Linked DNA regions of Mus musculus: region 1 is linked to region 2. A link is a contact called in public Hi-C data. All regions are on one chromosome and are shown on one strand. The core of a region is the stretch at or near the end of the contact, and the rest is flanking DNA. Distances in the headings are between cores, read along the strand shown.

The links. A called contact is a pair of places that touch in the nucleus more often than the background predicts.
Region 1: a contact with region 2 is called in a Hi-C map of uterus. The contact joins the promoter of Fbxo5 here to the promoter of Syne1 in region 2. A contact is called at or near these places in 1 of 39 promoter capture datasets (embryonic stem cells), 2 of 15 datasets of contacts at CTCF or cohesin (the NIH/3T3 cell line and embryonic stem cells), 27 of 484 Hi-C or Micro-C datasets (the G1E-ER4 cell line, the HPC-7 cell line, LSK cells and 12 more) and 3 of 115 datasets of contacts at active chromatin or transcription factors (embryonic stem cells and pancreatic cancer cells).

The regions. Positions count from the first base shown.
Region 1 is chr10:5,803,932-5,809,964 of GRCm38.p6, reverse strand. It overlaps Fbxo5 (F-box protein 5), which reads left to right and starts at 4,500. Exons shown (of 5, transcript NM_025995.2): 1 at 4,500-4,706. The coding sequence starts at 4,628.
Region 2 is chr10:5,484,793-5,490,252 of GRCm38.p6, reverse strand. It overlaps Syne1 (spectrin repeat containing, nuclear envelope 1), which reads left to right and starts at 1,939. Exons shown (of 146, transcript NM_001347711.1): 1 at 1,939-2,137. The coding sequence starts at 2,098.

The DNA of each region.
Region 1 (6,033 bases), core at 3,251-5,750, 320 kb before region 2:
TACTCCGGACTGCAAAAATAATAGATTTAAAAGTAAGATATCAGCCAGGCATGGTGGCACACGCCTTTAATCCCAGCACTCGGGAGGCAGAGGCAGGCAGATTTCTGAGTTCAATGCCAGCCTGGTCTACAAAGTGAGTTCCAGGAGAGCCAGAGATACACAGAGAAACCCTGTCTCGAAAAACAAAACAAGGGGCTGGAGAGATGGCTCAGTGGTTAAGAGCACTGTCTGCTCTTCCTAAGGTCCTGAGTTCAAATCCCAGCAACCACATGGTGGCTCATAACTATCCATAATGAGATCTGATGCCCTCTTCTGGTGTGTCTGAAGACAGCTACAGTGTGTTACATATAACAATAAATAAATCTTTTAAAACAAAAATAAACAAAAAAAGTAAGATACCATTGAGTGCATTATCAACCCATGCAAAGTAACTGGCAGATTTCCACCTGTGACCTCACTAAGTCATCCCTAGTTGTTCAGATGTGATTTGGAAGTCAATAAAAAGTTAAGGCAGAGCGGTATAAAAGCAATAGAAGCCTAATAGAACCATAACATGCTGAGGTCCTTGGAATAATGGTTTACACAACCATTTCATTATGAGCCACACTTTTCCTACCTGCCTAAACCTAGAAACTTCAAACTTCTGCAGATAGGTGTCAAAGTCCATCCCAAAGGATACTTTACTCTCAAGATAGAAGTAATGACACCTTTTATCTGTACCCTACAGCACTTCTCCATATGCTGTGGTCTGAATGTATCCTCCCAAATTCAGGAACTGAAAACTTTCTCCCAATACAGTGAGTAGGTATGTGGACCTACACCTTCTGGAAGGTGTTCAAAGCTTTTAGACATGGGATAAGTAGATGATTCCAAGTTTGGGCCTTTTTGCCCTTACCTCTTAAGTCCCCTGAGGCCCTACATCCAGAAGCCATCTCCAAGGCACTGAGTAGCTTGCATCCCACACTAGTGCCCTTTTCTTCACTTCCCTAAGTTCTAGGACTCAGGGAAGTTTCCACTATAGAAAGTACTATAGCACTGCTATAAGGAGTATAAAACAAACCATGGTAATACTTAAGAAGCAACATTCACTGCAACATAGTAAATTTCCTGGCTGATTTCTTTGGGTTTTCTTGTTGTTGTTATTGTTGTTTTTGGTTTTTCGAGACAGGGTTTCTCTGTGTACCCCTGGCTGTCCTGGAACTCACTTTGTAGACCAGGCTGGCCTTGAACTCAGAAATCTGCCTGCCTCTGCCTCCCAAGTGCTGGGATTAAAGGCATGTGCCACCACCGCCAGGCTCCTGGTTGATTTCTATCCCAAGTCTGTATGCTTAGTAAAGAAATGAAAAGGTAACGTTACAGAATAGGGTGAAAATATATATTAATAATGGCCTAACTTGCATATTTAAAAAGAAAACTTTATGGTAGGATGATCCCTTATGATTCTGGGCAGTGGTGAGTCTCAGCACTCTGGAACTTCACAATTATTTTATTCATTTTATTACTTATTTTTATTTTATCCATAAATGAATGTTCAGAGAATCTCAAGAGCATAGACGGTAAGCACAGGGCAGGTTTCTATCTTCCATACACCTCAATGTCTTGTCTGCACTAAGTCTGTAAACAGAATGTGAAGGAATGAAGGCAATTTTCTCTGTACTTCATATTTCACCCAAGAGGAAAAAAACAAAAAACTTGGCACAAGTGGGCATGAAAAGACTGGCATCTAGTGAAATGCAGAATGGCCCTCTCTATCTACTGGAGGAAGAGATTCACAGGTGCCCACAAGCCAGCTAGGAGCATCAGTTAATACTGCTCCAACACAATTAAGCTCAAATATAAAGTCAACGCTTAATTAACCTGGAAAACTGACACGGGCTGTGACAAATTATTGCAGCATGTAAGAAAACATGCTTGTCTCCTTGTGGAAACTTGAGATTTTCCAACAACCTGTCAGCCATTTTCTTCAGGAAGGGAAAAAATGCTGAAAAGTACTTTCAGACTATAGTGAAGAACCAAAGGTTACATTCCAGGTGCTCAGTTGTTTGCTAAACTTGCCTTCCCACCTGAAATTTCCATCTCTCTGTATATGCAAATAAAAGATAAGGAGTTTCCAAGGTTAAGCAGAGTAGAAACAGGAATGTGTACTATCAAGTTCCAGCAAAGAATATTACTTCCTGGAATAACAGAAGGAACTACTGGACTCTTGCTGAAAGGAACTTGGTTCATTTTGCCCTCAAGAATACTTCCCGATCTCACGAGGATTCAAAAGTTTGTACACTCCTTGACTAGCTCTGAAACCACAGTAAGATCTTAGACTTCTAAGCACAATCGTATAAAGTGAAAATATTGCTAAGATATTTAAGAATGGCAAGCTAATAGTAAGCTTTTTCTTGTCATTCCTCAGCACTGTGACAGGTTCCCACTGCCTCTAAAAGCCAAATCCATTATTGTACACACCAATGGTCTGCATCTAGTGTTATTTCACATTAGGAAGTATATTTCGCATGCACAAAGATCTCCCTGGTACAGCATTTAAAATTATTTGAGACAATTTTTTTTGTTTTGTTTTGTTTTGTTTTTTGAGACAGGGTTTCTCTGTGTAACTCTCTCTGCTGGGGAACTAGGTTTTCTGGCTCCTGTGTGTGTGTGTGTGTGTGTGTGTGTGTGTGCCACCATGCCCGACCACGTAGCATTTTAATATCCATTCAGCAAGACTCCAACTAAAGTTCTTACAATCTACAAATACCACATGATCTAGCTTCTGACTTTTCCGGATGCAAACACACACACACACACACACACACACACACACACACACACACACACACCCCTGTCCCCCTTGCTTGAGCTCTAGGCACTTTTTTTAATGTAGTTCTTTGTGAGGTCAATACAGTTCAAAGTGTCAAACTTAACTGACCATTCAAGATTCTCAACCTATGTCTCTATTAACAGTTCTTTTAACACGTAGTTTAGTATCTTTCATTTACTGAAAATTTTGATTGCCAAATTCCTTCTCATTAGGATATAAACTTCCTTAAAGACAGGGCTCGTGTCTTTTCAGCCTTTTTACTTAGAGGCAAAGTTCTCAGGTACAAAACAGAAATAGCGGTCAAGATTTTGGTAAGCAACACCACCTACATCACTATTTTTTTTGCAACACTCCAAACGTGAAAATGCCAGAAAACTAGGGATAAACAAAAAGAATTTGATAAAAACTGGATCCACCCAACGTTTGTATGACTCAGTCCAATCTTGGTCCCGCTTTACACAGGAGCTGCATGGAACACTAACAGAAAGTCATATGCTCTTGCAGAAAAGCAAGAGGGAAATGGCATATCCTGTAGCTTTACTGCTCTGTAGTCTGAAAAGAAGTTAAGTGTATTGTCACCACTTAGAAATAAATTCAAGACGTGCATGCCCAGCATCATTAGTGGTGCACTATAGCTCACCATCAGACTTAATAATACTTTCACTCTCGCCTTTGATATAAAAATATCCACGCAGCCAGGGCGCTCCACCCCAAAGAGACGGGAGTCTGACTTATTTAGGGGAACAGGTCGGCTGTCGAGCCTAGCCAACGAAGGTTAAGAACACATAAAATAAAATACAAATTAACACTTTTAAGAATTCGTGGTGGTTGAAAACCCAAAAGAATGCAATGGCCAAAGCAGGGCTATACAGAGAAACCCTGTCTCGAACCGGCCCCCCCGCCCCCAACCCAAAAAAAAGAAAAAAAGAATGCAATGGCCAGATCTAAGTTAGGCCGCGCCCTCAGCCTTCGGAAGGCGCCAAGCAAAGGGACGCCGGGGTCCTGCTGCGCGCCATCCCCAGGGCAAGGGCGGTTCTCCGGTCACATGTCCCCCCCAGCTAGTCCGCCCCGCCCGGAGGGAACCGCCAGGCTCCTCGCGCGCAAGCGCCAACCCGCCAACTCCGTAGTGGCGGCCGCGCAATACGCAAGCGCAGGAGCTCCAGGCAGGGGGTGGAGCCAATTTAGGAGGGAGAGTAGAGCGCGCCTAAATCCTAGAGAGGCGGGTCCGGAGCCAGGGGAAGGGCTTGTTTTCCGGAAGGTGTGCACTCAGAGTGGCGGGTTTGCAGCTCTGCAAACTCGCTCGTAACAGACGATGGAGGAAGACTGGGGGCCCGCCTGTGTCCATCACAGACTTTCAGGCAGAAGTCGGAGCTGTCCCCAGGACATGAGGACTCTGGAGAAGCCGGTTCGCGGGATAACGGAGGGGGGGTGCGGGGAGAGGGCAGCATGGCGGGTTTGCGCAGAGGACCAGCCGCCTTCACAGGCCACGCCTACATGGGCGTGCTTGCCAGCTCCATCAGCAACTTTGGGGAGGCGAGGATCTGGGCGTGTGGGAGGAGCCCAGGCTCCAGGGCTGGCTCCGCCCCCGCGCCCTCCTATTGGGCGAGCGAGGGCGTCCTCTCATGCCGCCTGCCTATTGGCACGCTTGTGCAAACGCCGCGCCCCATTGGTCTGTTCTGATTTGGGCACCAAATTCAAAGATTTTAAAAGTACCAGCTGGCGCCTTTTAAGAGCTGCGGCTCGGCGCCTCGTCTGGCCGGCCACCTTTTTCCTGTCGTCGCCGCCACCTCCCCAGCATTGGAGCCCGAGTTTTGCGGCATGAGCCGGCGCACCTGCAGTGACCTGCGCCGGCCGTCCTCCTGTCCCTGCCGTCTTGGCGCGCGGACTACCGTGGACGGTGAGTGTGAGGCGGGCATCGTGGGAATCCTTTCTCTGTGGCGGCAGCCTCAGAAACTGGGTGCTTGCAGATCACGGTGTTCCGGGCCTCAGGCGACCTATTTGGGCCCGGGACTGGGAGGAAGGCGCGGAGCAAGGGTGGCTGGTGCAGAGTGGGACAGATGTGGTCGGCCTTGTACGGGGTCCTACTATTCCATCCCACCCCGAGACCCTGCACTGGGGACGTGCAAGGTAGTGGCTTCTGCGCGCCGCATTCCACCCCACCCCCTGCCTGGGCGCCAAATGCCCCCTCCTCTCCCCTCCTCAACTCATGCTCGAGCTGTGACAGGACTGTGGGACTCCAAGCTGGCCAGATGGCCCCATCTCTAGCCTCTACGCCCCCCATTTCACAACTCATCTATCTCACATCCATACTCAGTCTCCGTAACTTTTTGCCCTCAGAGCCCTGGCTGGAGAGCGCGGGAGATTGAGCTCCGCGCTTATCTCCCGCCTTCCCTCGTGCACCGCGCCCTCGGGGCACCTCCCACCACCGACCCCCTCAGCATTTCTAGGGGCTCCTTCTCAGCTCCCGCCAAATGTAAAGGACCCCCCAGCCCCCGCCTGCCCACTGTACCAAATGGAAAAAGTTTTTTTTTTCCTCCCCTGTTTTGCTGCTTCTCAGTAAGTCTCAAGGCCTGGAGTCAGCAGGGCCTTTTAAAAAGCGCCCTTTTTCCTCCAAAACGGTGAGTTTGCCTGTAGTGTTTAGCTGATGAAAGAATCGAGGAGGGATTGTTTAATTTTCGGGTGTTTTGAAGAATTAATGGTCACTTTTTCCAACGTTTAGGTGAGCAGAGAGAATCAATTGTTTATTTTCTTATTAATTTTTTATCTTTCTTGGCATCTCAATGAAAGATGCATCGGTTCTATCGTAGAAAATTTCCAACTGAAGGAAGAGGTAATTCATTCTCTCTCTCTCTCTCTCTATATATATATATATATCCTCAATAATCTTTCTTCATCAGAAAAGGAATTAAGTCTTGAAGAGAAGAAAGTACTAGCTTAGCAGAATGTGTCTGTAAAAGAGTACCCGAGTCTCCGTTAGAAAATAAGAAATTTAATGGTTTACGAAGGGATTCTTTTGCTCAGCTTTCCTCCTCAGGAAATGCTTGCTGCCCCCAACTCCCCTCCCCCACTGGGTTTACAGCCTTGAAGAAACCTTAAAAAATAATTAGAACATTTAAATATTTTTCAAAGTAGACTTAAAGGTTTTCTCTTGGCTTATACTTTCAATCACCTTTCCTCACCCTTGCACAAAGAAGGGATGGTGTTTGACCTTGGCCACATGGCTG
Region 2 (5,460 bases), core at 690-3,189:
GGCGGTGGGACAGTGCCTTGCCTTTAAGGGTGCAGGATGATTTTATGATGACTGTTTTGTTGCTATGAACATACCGAGATAAAGAAAGCATAATGATCCAGAATTGCTCGGAAAATATATGCTCAAATGTCTAAACCTCCCAAGATTCTCTGATTCTTGGTGTTATGCCTTGATTCTTGGTGTTACGGAGAAAGTAGAGGAGGAAGTGCTACGTAAATTAAAGTCTCCAGTTTTTCCTGACTTGCTTGCCTTTGCTCAAGTATATTTAGCTAACAAGTTCTGAAAGGCAGGAGTCGGTGCTCGGCTACTGACACAAATGTTAGGTGGGTAAATTGAAGTCTAGAATAACAAGGAATAACAATGAATAATGAACAAAACGTGAAAAGGTGCAAAACGGGACAAAGCATTTTTATAAAGCATCCAGTGAGGGGCTGGAGAGATGGCCTGCAGTTAAGAGCACTTGCTGTTTTCAGAGGACCCAGGACCCCAGGTCACAAATGTTGACTGGCAACTATTGGCATTCCAGTTGTAAAGGCATTTTACATGCTCATCTGCCCTCCACAAGAACTGCATGCGTGGGTTAAACATATATATGCGGGCAAATGATCCATATGCATAAAACAAAATATAAATAAAATCTCAAAATATTAAATGGTTAAATCATCAAATGAAATCTTTGTAATGGTTCTGAGGCACAAAGAGGCTCTTCAGCTCCTTAAAGTCTCATAGTAAATAAGATTACTATAAGTCTGAGTCAGGCATGTGGCCTTCCCAAAGTCCCAGAGCTACTGGTGAGAAAATGAGCGGTACCATCTGCCTTCCTGAAGACTAGATATTGTCTTCCCGTCAGCCATTGGAGTAGTCAACATCTTTTATTCTAAGAACGCCAGGGTATCTACAAGTTTAATATTAACAATAAGCATCACTATCCTAAGAGGAAAAAGAAAATGAATTGGATTCATCTTGTTTTGCTTGGCATCAGGTTAACAGCCACGGGTATGGCTCTGCTTGATTTCTGTTTTGTATGGAAGTTTCAGGCCACGGAATTATTTTATTTGAGTCCTAGAAAGACCAACACATCTGTGAACATTTCTTGTTTGGTGACCTGAACTTGAACTGCCTTGGGTATTCTTATATGGAACTTTAAAACACCCTTTCAGCCTTTTCACTCCAAACACTTGCCTCGTATATGAGCTCCTAACCAACACTTTCTATGCTTAAATAATTAAAAACCCTCTCTATTATTGTTCTAATAAATTTTAAAACTATATAATATTTTACCATGCCAATTTTCATAGCAAATATTTTAAATGTAGATTTAATGCGTATGTCAGAATTAGATGTTTGTAGAAAACTCAGGAAGCTGACTTAACAAATTAAACATAAACACTGTTATACCCGTGCAAACACAAATCAAACAAACAGCATTGAGATATCGGTCTACAAAAAAATTCACACGGTTTCTTCTCCTATGGCTTAAAATTAAAATTGAGAACAAATTTCTAAAGCAAGTATTCTAGGTGTGTTTTTATTTAACCCAGATGATTTTTAAACAAACAAACAAACAAACAAACACCTTTAAAAGTTATTGGTGGTTTGATTTCTCTAGCTTTGTTAGAATTTAATCGACAAAACCATGTGCTTCAAGGTAAACAGTGTGCGGAGATTTGATGGTTATATAAACTGTGAAATGACTGCATAATCGAATTAGCAATAAGAGTGGAACATGAAAAAAACACACAAACAAACAGACAAACAAACAAAAAACCCTAGTTCTGAATTATACAATGGAGACTGGCTTTATATTTTTATTAATTTTTTGTCCTACCTTGAAAAATGCCACTAAAGCATTTTTCATAAATTGATGTGCACACAGCTCCTGCAGGGGAGCTGGCACAGGAGCTGGGCATTTGGTCCGGACACAGGGGGTAAGGCTGAGGAACTAGGAACTAGAATGCCTGCACAGACGTGTTGCTATAGTGACCCTTGAAGGAGGAGCTGCAAAGAGAACTGACGTTCCCTTAGTGAGAACTATGTTTGGTTTAGATAGCAATTGAGTTGAGGCAACTTCCTAAAGTCCGTAAAAGTAGGTGGACTATGAGGAAAAGGATCTACAGGACTCCAGGTGTGATCAAAGGTACTGTTTGCTGCCGTGGTTGGGATGTGTGTGAGTGTGTATTTCCACCTCTAACACCAGCCAGGGTCCCAAAAACCTGTAAAGAGTGCTTGGAATAGACTTTAAAACAACTCAGAAAGTTTAAGGTATTTTTTTTCTTCTTATTGTATTGGAATCTAAAATGAATAGAAGCGAATGGTATTAATTGTATTGATGGCTTTGGAAAACTTAAAAAAACTAAATATAATGAAAACCTAAATAGCAAAAATATGTCTATGATCCTTCATTAGTATCTAAAACCTAAGACATCAGTGCGTGAAGGTTGGCCATTTGGTAGCGCTGAGTGATACCTTAAACTAAATATAGATGCTACTGAAACCTGAGTCACAGGACAAGAATCCTCATTGTCTCCTCATGGATCTATTTTTCTTTTTATTTCTTACTTAATGGCTTTAAATATTCTAACTCTTAGGTGTTTTACATATTTTATGTCTTCATGTGAATATAATGGAATTTACTTCATTGTATCTTTATTTTTTCTGATTTTTATAGATTTATTGAGTAGCAGTAGGCAAATAAATAGTATATATTTAATGTATACAAGTTAATGTTTTCATCAACATACAGAGTGATTATCAATATCAACATAATTAACATGTCATCACAATGTTACTGTGTGTGTGCTGCAAATATTTAAAATCTACTCTTGCCAATTTAAAGCATCTAATATTAATTACTAACTGTGCTCAGCATTTGTGCAGTAAATCAGCAGGTTTTGTTCATCCTTTAGACACAGCAACATATCCCCATTCTCATCAAACCCCAGTTTTGACAACCTGTAGTCATCTCTCTGCTCCTTTGTGAATCCAGCTTCTTTGGGTTCTAAACAGAAGTGAAATTACGTAGTCTTTGTCGTTTTGTATTTGACTTATTTCACTCACCATAACGTGGCTCTCTCATAATGTCACAAATGATAGTTACCCTTTTATGAAACTGGAATAAATCTCTCTGTCTGTCTCTCTATTTCTCTACTAGCTGTCTATTTATATCTATCTGTTGATAATATATCTATCATCTATCTAGATCTTTTATCTATCCATTTATTCCATGATGGACATTTAGATTGATTCCAAACTTGCATAACATAAACAATGCTGCATGAACATGGAGAGTAGATACCATTTCTTTAACATACTGACTTCATGACCTGAGGTGGCTTCTTAGAGCTGAGGTTGTCCAATTGTATCAAGTTCAAGTATCAACTTCATAAGGAGCTTCGACACCATTCTCCATAATGGCTGCACTAAACTTACTCCCAGCTGCAAGAGAACTGGTGTTTTCTTTCCTCTCCATCTTTCTTGACCCTTCTCTTCAGTTATTTGGTAACCTCCGCCACCCCACATGGCAGGTCAGCATTACATTGTGTCTTTGATTTGCACCCTCTAACAGTTTGTTGTTGACTTTCTCATCTCCTCGTTCTTGACCTTGATGCCCTTTGTTGAGTAATATTTGGGCAGGTTCCTTGCCCCTCTTACATGAAGTTGTGTGTTTCTTGCTCTGAGGTTCTTTGGTTTCTTGCATATCTTGGATATTAACCCCTTATCAGCTGTATGGTTTGTGGATGTCTTCTCCCTATCCACAAGACTCTTCAGTCTGCGTATTGTTCACTTTGCCAAACACACATTTTGGAACTTTGTGGTTTGATATAATTTCATTTAGACTTTTCTGTGCGAGAATGGTTTTCAGAAAATTACTATTCAAACCAATGTCAAAAAGCTTTTTACCTTGTTTGTTCCTCTGGTAGTTTTATAGCTTCGGGACTAGAAATGTTTAAATCCCTGTTCCATTTCTTTTTTTTTTTTCTTTTTTAGATTTATTTATTTTGAGTATATGTAAGTACACTGTAGCTGTCTTCATACACTCCAGAAAAGGGTGTCAGATCTCATTACGGATGGTTGTGAGCCACCATGTGGTTGCTGGGATTTGAACTTTGGACTTTCGGAAGAGCAGTCGGGTGCTCTTACCCACTGAGCCATCTCACCAGCCCTTCCCTGTTCCATTTCTATTTGACTTCTGTGTGTAATTAAATGTACAAGTCAGCTTAATTCTCCCACGAATATCCCTTGTTCACATAGAACCTTCGATTGCAGAGACTCCCTCTCCACTGTGTAGTCTTGGTGCCCTGTCAAAGGATTAACTCCCTGTGTTCTGCATGACGGTTTTCTCTGTTTTTTTTATTCGTTCCCTTGTTTGTTTCAGTGTCTATTCAAGTATTATACAATTTGATTATTGTAGTAAGGTAATGTGAAATTAGTAAAGATGATTCAGCCAGTTTTGCGTTTTTTCCGATAGTTATCGCTATGCATTTGTCCTTTGTTTTAGTTTTGATGGTTTAAGGCGGTCCCCAAAGTTGTCATTTCTTTATTTTTCTGTTACGATGACCTGTTTATTTCTGAAAATAAAATATTGAATTTTGCTATTATCATTGCACTGCAAATCTATGTTAACCTTCATTTTTGTTGGTATTTATTGTGTATAATTAAGTACTCTGAATTTTAAAGTAGTATACATAGATATCTAATAGTTTATTAATAAATGGACCCTATTGTCATTATATACTAAGTGATATTTCACACTTAAAGTATATGTTGCTTGATACATATGTAGTAACCCTTGATTTTTTCACAACTCCCATGGAATCAGTTAATCCATCCCTTCACCTGAAGCCTATGTGTGCTCTTAAGTTCATCTAGTGTAGAATATCTTAATCCCCCCAGAATTTTTATGTATTGTAATTATATATATATATATGTATATATATATATATAGTGATATAGTGATATAGTTATAGTTATTAGTAAGTAAGAACTTATTTCTTCCACTTTGTCCCCTGACTGCCTTGCAGCCCCCATTTCTGCTCTGTCTGTCTTCTCTCTTGTGACTTGATGGTTGCTTACCACAGCATTGCTTACCATGGTTATCCTGAGATGTATAGGAAACATCCTATCATTGTACCTTTGACTGTATGAGGAAAACCTGCTTTAGCTCTTCTTCCCACACTTGTTATTGATATCACAATTCACATCTTTTTATTGAACTCTTTACACATTATTATAATCATAGCTGTCCTGAATACTTATTTAGCTTTTGCCTTAGTTTTACCTGGCCATCACAGTACGGAGTGTTCTAAATTTGATTTCTGTTAGCTTTATAATGATTTTCTGATTTCATATTTTCACCCTGTTACACTTTTTCTGTTTCTATCTGAGCAACTCCTTTTAGCATTTCTTGTGAGGTAGACCTAGAAGTGATGAACTCCCTCATCTTTTATCTGGAAATGTTCT